Linked DNA regions of Astyanax mexicanus: region 1 is linked to region 2. A link is a contact called in public Hi-C data. All regions are on one chromosome and are shown on one strand. The core of a region is the stretch at or near the end of the contact, and the rest is flanking DNA. Distances in the headings are between cores, read along the strand shown.

Region 1 (2,715 bases), core at 73-2,572, 82 kb before region 2:
ATTTTATTAAATGTGAGGAGACGAAACTCAGAGATGTGCGTCCGGACAGGACTAAAATTACCGGAGGACCACGAGTTTAGAGAAAAAAAAAAACAGTAGGTAATTCAGCCTGTAGTTTTCTTTGAGAGAAAAAAAAAAACACATGGTCGTTCCGGACGGGAATAAAATCACAGAGGACCCGCCATAAAAGTGAAAATTACCCCAGGACCCCCTGAGAAACTAATTCGGTCCAGATATGGCTTTTAAAGAGCCATGTCTTTAGGAGATTCTTAAAGATAGTGAGGGATGTTTCTGCTCTGACTGGTAGTATATATGAGTTTGGATTACTGAAATAAAGTAATTTTTTTAAAGATAGTAAATTTTTTTGAGATGCACCTGTAATTTGCAAGAAGTTTATAGGTAAAGACATCCATCGTGTTTTTTTTTTTTTTTTTTTTTCTCGTGAGCTTTTGTTTATATCGGAATTATAATGTATCGCAATTTGTGATCTTAATTTTTGGTTATATCGTCCAGCCCTACTATTTACAGAAACTGACCTCATCCTACAGACACACACGTTCCTACAGCATATTACATTTAGTCTGTATATTACATTCTGCCTGTAGATCGGGGGTCGGCAATAATGAAATCAATAAATAAAATGCTTCTCTGGTGAGCTTTTTTTTACATTCCTCCCCTGCCTCTCTCTGTCACACTCGGCGTGACTTTAGTTTCAGCCTGTTCTTGTGCTCCCTGTCTCCTTATAAGGGTGTTTTTTCCCCGCCGTGTCATAATTTACTAGCCGGGGCAGTGGTAGTATTTTGGACCACGACCCTGACGTCACGGGTTTGATCCCGTGTGAGAAGCGGTGTGTTTATTTATTTTTTCCTTTCTTCTTGGGTTTACCTGCTTTGAGATCAACTGTTCTGCAATTGGGTTCAACAACCCTCTGGGCTGGAGAGCTACTAGTCTGTAGCACTCCATCCCATTACACTTCATTTTTCAAAACTGATTTTTTTTTTTAATGGCTTGGAAAATATCTGGCGCGTGGCTAAACTTAATTGCCGACTCCTACTGTAGACGATGTTCTGGAACGTGTTGAGCAGAACAGTAACGAACAGTCTACACTGCCCTGCAAAACCTAAAAAGGAATTATACAGAATTGCGAGGGATACCTGCAGCAGCATTCCCGCGTTACGGAGCTGATCTGTGCAGCATTACATTAATGCACAAATAGACAATTTATCAGCTCCGAAATGACAACAGATGTCTGTTTTCCTGTAATTTTCCAGTCATTAAAAAGATGCACGGCTCAGCAGAACCCCGACCCAAACCGTGGAGCGCTCGGGCGGTCTCCGAGCGGAGAACTCATCAGCACTCGTGCACGTCTGCCTGTTTGTTCAACCTACTTAACGGATTAATTGGCCTCCACTCCTTAGACAAATATTTTCCAGCAGCAGGAATGTAATTGGTAAATCAGACCCACAGAGAAGCTTCCAGAAGGAGAGAGAGAGAGAGAGAGAGAGAGACTCACAGTTCCTCTACTCAACTCTTGCTCGAGGTTGCAAGACACTTGGGTACATTTTGGATTCTCTCTTTACTCTTTCCAAAAAACCCTCTGTCAACACAACAGTTTACCTGTGTGTGTGTGTGTGTGTGTGTGTGTGTATATGCCTGTGTGTGTGTACATATACTGTGTGTGTGTGTGTGTGTGTGTGTGTATATGCCTGTGTGTGTGTACATATACTGTGTGTGTGTGTGTGTGTGTGTGTGTATATGCCTGTGTGTGTGTACATATACTGTGTGTGTGTGTGCGAGCATGTGGGCGTTTTATGAGCAACCTAGGCCTGGTGTTTGTGCAGGATGCTGACGGATTTAGCTGACGTGTGATAGGAGACACAGTGAGGGAAGTGAGGAACAGGGTGAACAGAGGGAGTGCTAAAGACGCTGCACGAATACACCAGTACAAACTGCTCTCTACAAACTGGAGGATGGCACTGGAACGACAGTTTGGGAATCGTAAACTGGCACAGAGTTAAAAAAAAAAAAAAAGACTTACAGATCTACTGTAAAACTGAACATCTGAAAAGATCTGTGTACAGTATTTTTATTATATCATATTTTATGTATTATCGATTAGGGGTGTGCCATATCGTATCGCACACGATAATATAGTCAATTTTTTAAAATATTGTGAACGATATTATACCCTAAAATATCGTGCCACATCACCCGTCCCATTTCCCATTATATATCTACTAGAGACAGATTATATCTGTCCAGTATCATTTATTTGATTTTAATTCTGGATATACGGAGGTATTTATTTGGAGTGCATTATTATTAGTATTATGACATTCTAGATCATTGACTTCTGTTACAAATCTGATCAAATTCTTGTATTTTTTAATCTCTCACTTAGGGGTGTGCAGTATTATATTGTGTGTAATAATATATATTTTTTTCTTGCAGTGTATAGTGTATTTTTGAAATTTATTTATTTTTTTAAAGTGTTTTGTCATATTGCCAAGAGTGAAAATACCATGAAATAGTGTGATTTTATCTTAGGGCCATATTGCCCACCCCTATTATCAATACGTATTATCTATTTTCATACATAAGGTGCACTGGATTATAAAGCGCATTAAGTGACACTAGTAAGGATGCCTACATCGAAGTGAGCAAGAGTGTCGCCATATTTCCCTTCTAATGGGAAGCTGGAGGGAAGCGCCTCAG
Region 2 (2,700 bases), core at 118-2,617:
CAAGTGTGAAACTGACTATGACTCATATATAATAACTTTAAACACTTACTCCACATTTTCTATTCGTGTTAATAACACAAAAACAAGATGATAAACCATTGGAGTAGTATTGGATATCATAAAAATACTGTCCTGATAGCAAAGAACATAAAGCATAGTATTTGTTATGGTTGCATTGCATAGTTTAAAGGAGAAATACAGTATGAATTACACTATAAAACATATATTAACTTAACAAAACTCTCTCCACACTTTGTATTTGTGAAAAAAATAATAGAAAAAAACAAGATCCAAGAACCAATACTACTCCAATGGTTTATCATCAAGATACTGTCCTTGTAGAAAACGAACATAGTTTAAAGAAGAAATCCAGTATGAAATGGACTATGAAGCATATAATAACTTAAAAGACTTTCTCCACACTTTGTATCTGTGTTTATAAAAGAACGTAAGAGAAAAAGAAGAGAATATAAGAGAAAACCAGGCTTTTATTAGACTTACAGATAGTAGGTAAAGGCGCTGAGTCCGTTTGGAACAGTGCTGAGCCCTTTCCCGGAGCAGTCCGCCCCTCCGTCCTCGTCGCAGCGGCACAGCGGCGAGCATGTAGCCGGGGTGGAGCGCCCTTGGCCGGCGGCGCGTAGCGTGAACACCCCGAGCCCCAGCACCAGTACAGGCACCAGCAGCCGGGTCGCCGCTAATAACGAGGGCATGGTGGTCGTCCTTGACCGCATTGGAGCTTCGAGAAGACGGCGTTAGCCAGTCCTGGGCAGAGGTTTCGGGTTTTAGGGGTAAAGTGGGGGTAAAGTAGGGGTAGGTAGGAGTAGTTTGGTCACCTTAATCTCAGTGAAACCCCGCGGGCTGGAGGGGGTCTACCAGGGTCCCAAACGCTCTTTGTTTACGGGCTGAGAGGCATGTTGTGCCCGCCTGGCTGGCTGAATGTTAACCTAGCTAAAGCAGCCCTCCAGGACCGAGCAGAACCGAGCAGGACCGCCTACCTTGCTAGTAGTTAACCTAGATATCTTGAAGTAAACGTTAAGCGCTGAGCAGGGCCAGCGGTTCGCATGCTGCTGCACCGAGTCCGGCTCGCACCTCCAGCCGCCCGCCAGCAGCCCAGTCCCCGCAACCAGGCTCCACACCTCCCGCTCTCCCCGCAGCTCCGAACTCGCGGTCCACACCGGGCTCCGAGACCCAGAAACCTCCTCAGTAGGAAGCTAGAATAACAGAACAACGCGCGGCACCGTCCGTCCACCACACTCCGCGTCTCCAGCCGCCTCCCCCGGGTTTATTTTATGAAGGAAAAGCACGGGCAGCTCCACACCGCTCAGCTCAGCTCAGCTCAGCTCAGCTCAGCTCAGCTCAGCTCAGCTCAGCTCTCTCCACCGCCGCCGCTCCTGGAGCTACCCTCCTCCCCCTCGCCCGCTCCGCGCCACCCGCTGCGATACTAGCTCACTCATTACACCGCGATACTTACGATATATAATTACCGCACGACACTCTCAACGATACTCATACTAATCGCGATATTCCTGTAGAACTATACTATTACGTTTCTTTGATTTTACCAAATTGCAAACCTCTGGAATATATAGTCAAGAGAAATATAACGTTTTTCCAAAAGCAGTGTGTAAGACTGGTGGAGGAGAGCATGATGCCAAGACATATGAAAACTGATTAAAAACAGGGTTATTCCACCAAAGATTGATTTCTGGACTCTTAAAACTTCATGAAAATGAATTTGTTTTCTTTGCATCATTTAAGATCTAAAAGCTCTGCGTCTTTTTCATTATTTTGAACATTTCTTCTTTTTTAGCAAAAAAAAAAGCTCTAAATGCTCCATGTGAAATGGACTATGAATCATGATAACGAGTATATACTTATGTCGAACATTACATTAAATTGTTTTTAGTGGACGCTTTTATCCAAAGCGATAAAAATACATTAAACTACAATGTTAAAAAACATTTAGCCGTAGAGAGGCCAAAAAGGCAACTGTCCCAGTTTGGCCTTGATTCGTATTGACTGTTCTTTTTCTGTTTCATAGATTTTATGTGTAAAGTATGAAGTATGACAATATGATAAAAAATAGGTAGAATTAACATTATTAATTGCTAAACATTAAGCAAGTGCCTTCAGTCCCTTAAAATAATATCTACATATACACATACACAATATCATCAGAAGATTCAGACAATCTGGAGAAATATCTGTGTAAAAAGGAACAAAGCTGACGGTAAGTACTGGATGCTGGTGATCTTTGGCGGCACTGCAGTAAAAACAGGCTGTACTAATTCTGTAATGGAAAGCACTGCATGAGCTTCCAGAGATCACTGTCTGTCTGTGAACACTGGGTAATGTCCGCAAATGCAAGTGAAAACTGTATCATGCAAAGGAGATTCAATAAGTCAGGCTAATTGGAACTTGATTGAAATTGCCCCTTATGTGTGAGTGGATGTGTCTGTGTGTCTGTCTGTGTCTGTCTGCCTTGCGATGGCTTTCCTTTCCTGCCGCGAAATAGCCGACAAGCTGATGTGGCGTTAAACTCGACTACCCGACCCCCCCCCCTGACTGAAGCCAAAGGAAAAAAACTGTTCTGTGGTCAGATAACTCAAAATTAAGAAAACATTAAGAAAATAATTATTCTATAAAATAAAATAAAATAAAAATAATCAAATACAAATAGACAATAAAAACATATACTTA

Evidence for each region. A called contact is a pair of places that touch in the nucleus more often than the background predicts.
Region 1: a Hi-C map of muscle shows a contact between it and region 2, with 17 times the contacts expected there. The contact joins the enhancer-like site here to the promoter of lgr4 in region 2. A contact is called at or near these places in 2 of 3 Hi-C or Micro-C datasets (both in muscle).

Annotation. Positions count from the first base shown.
Region 1 is chr23:7,558,743-7,561,457 of AstMex3_surface, reverse strand. The region is part of intron 5 of lgr4 (leucine-rich repeat containing G protein-coupled receptor 4); the gene reads right to left. Among protein-coding and RNA genes, the nearest start is that of lgr4, 82 kb to the right of the region's middle. Within about 2 kb of position 1,322, the one cell type or tissue checked has an H3K27ac peak away from gene starts, as active enhancers do.
Region 2 is chr23:7,477,217-7,479,916 of AstMex3_surface, reverse strand. lgr4 (leucine-rich repeat containing G protein-coupled receptor 4) reads right to left here and starts at 1,367. Exons shown (of 18, transcript XM_049471233.1): 1 at 502-1,367. The coding sequence starts at 731.